3 separate regions of the Mus musculus genome follow, and all the other regions are linked to region 2. The links are chromatin contacts, called in public promoter capture Hi-C maps. All regions are on one chromosome and are shown on one strand. Each heading gives the region's core, a stretch centred on a gene start, on an enhancer-like site or on the middle of the called end of the contact. The rest is flanking DNA. Distances are from core to core; before and after follow the strand shown.

Evidence for each region. Capture Hi-C pulls out chosen DNA fragments and counts their contacts.
Region 1: a contact with region 2 is called in a promoter capture Hi-C map of liver, with 3 times the contacts expected there. The contact joins the promoter of Ivns1abp here to the promoter of Smg7 in region 2. A contact is called at or near these places in 5 of 484 Hi-C or Micro-C datasets (B cells, CD4 T cells, double positive thymocytes and 2 more) and 2 of 9 other capture datasets (adipose tissue and liver).
Region 3: a promoter capture Hi-C map of liver shows a contact between it and region 2, with 4 times the contacts expected there. The contact joins the promoter of Trmt1l here to the promoter of Smg7 in region 2. A contact is called at or near these places in 3 of 39 promoter capture datasets (liver, neutrophils and pre-B cells), 3 of 484 Hi-C or Micro-C datasets (CD4 T cells, macrophages and uterus), 1 of 115 datasets of contacts at active chromatin or transcription factors (cardiomyocytes) and 2 of 9 other capture datasets (adipose tissue and liver).

The regions. Positions count from the first base shown.
Region 1 is chr1:151,343,241-151,345,940 of GRCm38.p6, reverse strand. Ivns1abp (influenza virus NS1A binding protein) reads right to left here and starts at 1,443. Exons shown (of 15, transcript NM_054102.2): 1 at 1,186-1,443. It also overlaps the pseudogene Gm10138.
Region 2 is chr1:152,901,305-152,904,004 of GRCm38.p6, reverse strand. It overlaps Smg7 (Smg-7 homolog, nonsense mediated mRNA decay factor (C. elegans)), which reads left to right and starts at 1,359. Exons shown (of 23, transcript NM_001160256.1): 1 at 1,359-1,496. The coding sequence starts at 1,468.
Region 3 is chr1:151,427,195-151,429,894 of GRCm38.p6, reverse strand. Trmt1l (tRNA methyltransferase 1 like) reads right to left here and starts at 1,353. Exons shown (of 15, transcript NM_026876.4): 1 at 793-1,353. The coding sequence starts at 1,018. It overlaps Swt1 (SWT1 RNA endoribonuclease homolog (S. cerevisiae)), which reads left to right and starts at 1,460. Exons shown (of 20, transcript NM_025819.4): 1 at 1,460-1,598.

The sequences.
Region 1 (2,700 bases), core at 194-2,693, 1.6 Mb after region 2:
TTTTAAAGATATTAAAGACTTAGCAGGATTCAACCTGAAACTATTTTCTTAGTTATTTTTTTCCTAAGTCAACCACTGGTGTTAAAATTAAAGAAAATATGGCTAAGGTGATTTAGTCCGTGCGGCTTGTGTGCTCTTACTTCCAGAGCTATGGTGTATTGCCAAAACAGGAGACCACAACAAAACTCCTAAGAACTTGATATCTGGGTGTTCTAACCTCCACTACTGACAGACATTAAACAAAACGTTGCCTTTTAGGCCGTCCGACTTCTTTTTGATCGAAATGTTTGCTCTCCGGAATCATTTATCTGCAACTTATTGAGGGAAAGGCGGAAATATTTCTCAAATTTGTGTGTGTGTGTGTACAGATTTCCTTACGTTAATCTCCACTCTGACACTCCCCGGTGTCTTATCAACGAGGTCCTTTACCCAAAAATAGAAAAAAAAAAAAAAAGGTGATCGGACGAAAAGCCTGCTCTCCACCTATTTCTTTCAGAGAACATGGAGCCTGTGCCCCGGCGCGCCGGGGACCCCGCGCTGCAAGGCCTGGGGCGCGCTCTCGGCGGGTACAGCGAGGCACCCGCACACCCCCGGCCGCGATTGGCCGCGATTGGCCGGCGGCGCAGTCACTCAGAGCTGACACGTCAGGGCAGCCGCTCCCTCGCTCCTCCCGCCTCCTTTTCCCCGCGCTTGGCAAGAAAAGCGGGCAACGTGGAGCTCGAACAAAGGACCCCGTGGTCCACGGCGACCAGGGACTCCGTGCCACCCCACGCCTAACCCCTGGAACCGATGCGCTCTGAGGGCGGCTCTGTGTCCCCACGCGCCGGCCGCGGGGAGTCTTAGCCCGGAGAGCCCCAAACCGCAGCCGGCACCTCGCTCCTGACAGCGGGAAACGATGTCTACAGTCCTCGGTGGCCGCCGCTCTCATCCGGCGGGTCATCCCTCCTAGTCCTCCGCCGGGCCAGGTCCCGGGGACCCTCCGTCACCCAGCGCGGAAGCCTGACGATCCCCGCCCCGGCGGAGGAAGGTCCGGGACCACCGCGCTCTTCCCCCGCCAGCCGGCAACCGAGCCGAATGCGGAGCCCCGCGATGCCCGTGTCTCCCGGGACAGCGGGACGCTCCGCACCACCACCATCTTCCCACCCCGCCCTCTCCCTCCCGCGGCGCCCGCGTACAGCGCGTTACCTGGGTCATCTCTGAAGAGATGGCGAAATTCATCTCCAGAGCTTCGACGGGCTGCAGGCGGAAGGCGCTGGAAGGGGCTCGGGGCGACCGGGCGGGAGGCTGCGGGCTGAGGAAGACCAGTGGGTACTCGCGGGAACTCGCTCGCCGCCACGACGCGCCCAGCACCTCCGAGCGACTGACCGACCTCCACGCGCGTCCCGAACACACTGCCACCGCCGCCGCCGCCGCGCGCGCTCGCGCCGCACTCCCTCGCACGTCACCACGTGCGCTGCCGCCAACGCCTCCCGGCCGCTTCCGGCTCTGATGCCTGAGCGAATCACAGGCGAGCTCCCGGGAAGATCCCGCTCTGAGGCTCCGCCCCCGGACAGGGCCCCGCCCACCTCATAGCTCTTTTCCTCAACCGCCCCCTCCTTCCTTCTCGGCTCAACTAGGTCAGCGCAAGGTGATCCGGGAGAGCGGGGCGGCGGGGACCGCTCCTCCTGTTACTTATCGAGCGCGCGCTCCCTCCCGAGCCTCACACCCTCGCTTCGCCCTTTTTTTTCCACTGTCCAGGAACTGGTTCCCTCCTTCCTCTTCCACCTGCCCTACCTTCTCCAGAGATCCGACGTGGCGATTAGAGTTCTCAGCGTCACACTGACTTCTAGGCAACTAGCCTAGACTGGAGCTGCGTGTTGTGGGAACCCCGCGGCAGTAGTTGAGCATCAGGCTCTTACCTTGGAGGTGGAGGGGTGAGAAGAATGGAGGAAGAAGGGATAAGTCAGAGGAGGGCCTGAACAACTAGCCCCTCTATTGGCCTGCTTTGGGTGAGCATTCAGTGAGTGTGTTTAAAAAAAAAAAAAAAAAAAAAAAAGGTGAAAGAGATATTATCGGTGTGCCATAAAATGCGTGTTCACTTCTACTTTTTGTCCCCCTCTGGTATCAGTTCCTGATGTCTCGACTTCTTTGGACAAAGAAAAGTAGCTTGGGGAATTGTTAGTCCCTATCTCTACCCCCTGGGGCCTTTTAACCCAGGAGCCAAGCCCAGTCATCCACCCACCTTGCCCCTAGGAGGCAGGCAGTTGTTTAGGTCAAATGTGATTTAAGCTGGGCTCCACTTCTTCATATGACTCTGAAGCACATGCTGGGAAGTTTCCTTGATTGAAGATGAGGGGATTTGGTGAGATTATATCCAAAGGTCTATAAAGTATACACATAATCGAGTTAGGTAAAGGTTTCCAGATTAATGCTTATACTGGTTTATAGAGGGCGCTTACACAGTCTAGACCTGACTTTGATCATCCCGCTTAATTTGTAGCCATTTCTTGGAGCTCTTTGACAATGCTTCCTACCCTTCTTTAATGTGTTAGCGGGTAGGAAATAGAAATTGGGAGGGGGGTCTTCATTACTTTTAAAAAATAAGATCTTGTGGCCAGGAGACGTTTCTTTTTTGTTGTTGTTTCACAAAAGGAGGAAGTAGAAACTGAGCTGTCAGCTAGTATGATTATGTGTCTTAGAGAAACTGGCATTTGCCGTCCA
Region 2 (2,700 bases), core at 110-2,609:
AAATGCCTAAGAACTGCGTGTTAGCCTCCTAGGCTGGGTTCGAGCTCTCACTAAGTCGCCTACGGGAGGTCTCGCCGGTGATATCGAGTAGGAATTAGGCAAGGGTCGACCGGCTACAAAAAGTCGAACATTCGCGATCGCCGGAGCCGCATCTCGGTTGTCATGTGCCCGTCTCTTCCCTTAGGGACCCGCTTCTGGCGGGATCCCGCTGCCCAGCCTCAAACAGTGGTGGGGAAGCCCCTTCCCTTTCCTCTGACTTCGCAGCATCGCCCTCGCTTTCTCGTTCCCACCCACTCGCCGCCGGCCTTCATAACCTGCCTTTTCTTCTCGGGCCCGGCCCTCTCCCTACCCGGCTCAGATAGGCAACGATGGAGGTGGTTTCCACCCTTGGGGGACTGGCAATGCCTAAAATGAATGCTTCGGGGTCTCCCCCAATTTTTGCTGGGAGAGTAAGGGAGGAAGAAATGGACTTTCCTACTCGGATAACCATTTCGACTTCTGGCTTTTAAAAAGGCAGGGAATCCAAGTGGGGAATCCTGGGCAGTTTCCAGGGAACCCGTTTCTCTACGGGAGGGTCACCCTGTCTACACACGGCAGTTACTATGACAATACAACCACAGCCTCCAGTTTCCATGGCAGCGGCCTGCCCAATCGGATTGGTTTTCCTTTCTATTTCTCCCTGGGCTCCGCCCTATTCCCCCCCCCCCCCCCAACCTTCTCCCAGAGTGCCCGGGGAGGGGCGGCTGAAACGGGGGAGGCCTCTGCGTCACTCTCCGGCGCGCGAGGGGACGACCGGAGTCGAGGAATTGGCGGGCGGAACTGTAGGAGGAAGGGGTGGCGTTTCCGGCGGGGAAAGTGGAGGAGTGGGAAAAAAAAAAAAAAGAAAGAAGGAAGGAAGTGAGAAGTGGGCGGGTGGCCGGGCGGAAGGCTTTGAGTGTGACTCCGGGCTGCTCTGGGCTCGATGTCCGCGGTGAGCCGGGGGCCGCCCCCGCGCCCGGGAGGAACAGGACGGAGCCTTAGGAGGCCGCCGGGCACCAGCACCGGATCGTTCGGCCGGCGCGCGGGCACCGCACCGCTCGCCGATCCCAAGAGGGAGCGCTACAGAGCGGCGGAAAGCACCCAGAGGGACCGGCGCTGCTGAAGTCTCGCGAGAGCGAACCCGACTTCCTTCCTCTGCTTCTCCCCTCCTCTTTCCCCGCCCCTTTCCCCTTCTTTTTCCCCCCCCCCTCCGGAGCCGGAGCGTCCCTGCGCCCCACAGGCCAGAGCCGCAGCCGCTGCCGGAGCCGCTCCCCCCAACTCCCTCCCCCTCGCCTCACTCACTCTCCCCCCCCCCCACCCCGCGCCAAGCGAGGAGGAGTCGGAGGAGAGGAAGATGGCGGCGACCGCCAGCACCCGCGGGGCCGCGGGGCCGCTCCGAGGAGCCTGAGAGACCCACGGAGGCTTCGCGGCGAGACGCGGCGGCGGAGGATGAGCCTGCAGAGCGCGCAGTATCTCCGGTGAGCGCCGGAGCTTGGCCGAGGCGTGGTGGCGACGGGGGAAGGGGAGGCTCTCGGGGGGCCGAGGACCGGCGGACTCGGAAGCGGTGGGGGAGTCGCGGCGTCCTTCTGTCCCCAGGGCGGGGAGGCCGAGCGCGGGGCCGAGCGGGCGGCTGCGGGAGGGGGCGGGCACACACATGGCTGCCTGGCCCCCGGGAAGCCGGGCGAGCCGCGCTCCGGGGGAAGCCGGGCGAGGAGCGGAGGGAGGTTGGGGAAGCGGGAGACGAGAACGTGTGTGTGAGTGTGTGTGTGTGCGTGTGCGCGCGCGCGCGCGCGCCTCTGGTCGCAGGCTGCGGGGCCGGGGTAGGGGAGAGGAGAGCCGGCAGCGACCCAGAGTCGAGGTGGGTGTGAAGGGGTCTGGAGCCCACGGCCCGGGAAACGTGGTGTGCTGGCCGGGGCGATGCAGGAGAGAGGAGGATGGAAGTCGGCACACCTGGGGGTTGGGAGGGCGCATTCTGGAGGGCAAATGAGAGGAAGGGGAGCCCGCAGGAAACGCGAGCTTGTTCTTTAGTCGCGGGCTGGAAGGAGGAGAAATAATGCCTTCTGTCCAGAGTTAGAGGGGTCGGAGAGCCCGGAAAGGGGGAAAAAGGATGGGGAGACGAGGGAAGAGGGAGGTGCTACGAACAAGGTGATGTTCTCGAAAGAAACTGTAGTTGGAAGATACCATTCTGAGAGTCGTGTGCATTCATTAGGTGCGATGTAAGGAACTTGTATGAAGGAGATAGAGTGACCCATGGGTACTGGGGGTGCGTGCGTGTGTATGTGTATGTGTGTGTGTGTGTGTGTGTGTGTGTGTGTGAGTGTCTGGGGTAAGGGAGGGGAAGCAGGGATTGATGCACACTTAAAGAAGACTCACATGCATTAACACCGACGTCGAGAACATTTTGAATGGAAAGACAGCAGCTGGTGTGCAGTCAGAATAGTTTGACGGATTTTGAGTGAGAGCTTGGAGGAAACTAGAGGGGAAAATACAGCCTTCACAATGGGAAATAAGGTTGCTAGTGCCTGAGGCTAATGGAGGAGTTGCTAAGACTGGGAACTTACAAACTGGCCTTTTTGTCTTTCAGGAACAGTGTTTTTCTTTTAAATAGCAGGTCTTATTTGGGAAGATACTTTTAAAAAGTGAGTTGAAACCTTGAGGAGAAGAGAATTGAATGGGTAGATA
Region 3 (2,700 bases), core at 104-2,603, 1.5 Mb after region 2:
AATATGAATTAATTCCTCACGCGATAATTCAGAAGGAGTATAAAGATCCATTTATGGACCACAGATTTGTTGAAAAAAAAAACAAAACTCGTTGAATTTTTTTTTTTTAGGCCCGCTGTGCAAAATGTTAAGAAGATCCTTAAAATGCTAATAATTATCAGTCTTATGTTTCTTATATGAACCGAAAAACCACCACTCGGAACATGTATAAACACATTCAGAAAATAAAAATATGGGCTATACGTTTTCACGATCGTTGTCCTTTGGAATGAAGTACAAAGCTCAATTAGTATTTGGCAGATACAAGAGACGGAGTTTCTATTCTCGGGAGCAAAGTATACTCCAGCAATGAGACAAATCCATCAGTGTGTATAAGTCCTGACTGAAAAATGCTTTCAGTTTCTCAATCTTGATCTACTACTACCTTAGTACCTCCATTACTGTAACACAGTGGAAAGTTTTAAAACTATTGTAGACTGGGTTGAGATGGAAACTACTAAAGACACTAACGGACACAGCCACTAATTTCATTGTTTATTTTTCTCTGCCTCACGCCTGGCCTTCATATATCCTTCAGGATGATATCCTCGAGGTTTATGGAAGAAGTATCCCTTTCCATGCTGTATTCCTTTTACTCTTACCTGCCGCTCTGGTTCCTCCTCCTCCTCCCATTTTTCTAAATTTGCCTTTCCACATTAAAAAAAACACCCTGGAGAAGGGCCTCCCCTATTCCCCAGCGAGGCATGGTTTCTCGCTTCTCTGCGGCAGAGAGATCAGGCCGTCTGCACTTACTGCTTTCAGCCTCCTCGGGGACAGAGGCTAGGGACGGGGACAGGGCCGGAGCCGGGGCCGGGGCAAGGGCTGGGGCTGGATCCGAGTCCGGCGTCGGAGCCGAGTCCAGAGCCGTATCTGCGGCCGGAGCTGGGACCGGAGCCGAATCCGGGGCCCGGGTCGGGACCCTGACCTGGGCCTCCTCCTTCTCCTGGGGTAGCAGCTCCTCCTCCGCCATATTCTCCATAGTTACGGCCTCCGAGCCAGGGGACGCGGAGGGGACTCGCGGCGGAGTGGGTTAATAGACGTTAATGCACACAGGGCTGGATCCAAGGGCGGGGAAGCAATTGGGAAGGCTGTACGCGTGCCACAGACAAACGGCGGAGCTCCAGTGACCCAACCCTGTCAGCAGAAAAACTGAAAGCCAGAGGCAGCGGTTCGACCCTTCGCCGGCTTCCCCTTCCCCGAGGCGTTACGACGCCACCACAGACTGCGCAGAAGCGTGTGGCGGACAGTGTCCAATGAGGAAAAAGAGTTCCGTTTCCTCGGTACGTCCTCTGCATCACTGGCCGCCACCGAACCGAAATAAGACTACAACACCCAGGAGGCATCGCGCCTCATGGGCGGTGCTCAGTTCCGGTCCTTGGAGGAAACACACACAGAGCGCCGAGAACTCTAGAATTGCCTGGAGCGTTCGGCTCCTGGCGGGGGTCCGAGTACAGAACTACATTTCCCAGTGTGCAGCGGGCTCTGGGAAGGCGCTTTGGGTGTCCGACTGGTCCGGGGAATCGCCACTGTCGCTGTGGCTGCTGCTGCCGCGGACTCAGGTAAGTTAGGGTATTCCGGGCGCGTGGACATCTCTCTGGGCGACAGCTTTTCACTGCTGGCCTCCTGTACCCGGACGTCGGTCGGGCTCGGGACCCGCGAGCTGAGGTCTGGGCCGGGCGACTGCGGGGGCTGGTCGGAGGTCGGCCGGCTCGTGGAGTGTGTGGCCGGGTTGCTCCAGCTGGACCTGAGGCGGTGGGGGGACCGATGGCGGCTTGTGTGGGGGTGGGCCGAGGCAGTTTATGAATCCCAGAAGCACTTTTCTGTCAGCCCCCTGAGGTAGAGTCCTGACTCCGCTCTCCACAACTTTCCCCCCCACAACTTGCGACCCGGACGCTCTTCACTTTTTCAATTTTGCCTCTAGGTTAAGGATAGCAGAATAGGCGCGGTGTGGTTGTAGGAGATTGTTTTGCAGTTTTGACCTGTTTTGTTTTGTTTTTTTTTAGGCTTTTACTAACAAATGTATCACTTTGATGCATTTCAGATTCTCTAAGGAATATGGCCAGGGAATCCTCTGCGCCTCAAGTTTTATAAATATATATATCCTGGACTTGTTTATCACCGAAGTCTTATTTGTTCTCTTCACTTTATTTCTAATAAGCACACTGGAGCAGACTGGAAAAACAAAACAAAAACAACCCAAATTGATCTTTCTTTCAGGTTGCCTGCTTCGGACTGTCTTGAGCGTTTAAGGCAAGAGGGGAGGTTCTCAGGTTTTTTTCCTCTGTTGGGAAACCATAGGAGACGGTGTGTGATTGTTTGTTACTTTGAAATGCTGTCTGGAAGTTTTGCTCTCTCATTGTCCTTCCTAGTTGGAGTGTTTGAAGGTGTTTTTCCTTCCCCAGTTTAACGTAAACTTTGTCCCCACCAGTCTTTTGCAAGTTCTAAAGCCCTTAAGGGCTACGAATGTACTTATCTCAGTGGTAAAGTATTTGCTTAGCTCCTTAGCTTAAAGGTCAGAAGCCTGGCCCCACAAGACGACTGAAGGCCTTTTAACCGCTTTTGGACTAGGATTCCTATGTGGGGAGTTAACTATTTAACGATTAAAAGTGAGACAATAGCACCTATTACAACCTGTAGAAATGGTAACTAGGACCAGAGAGA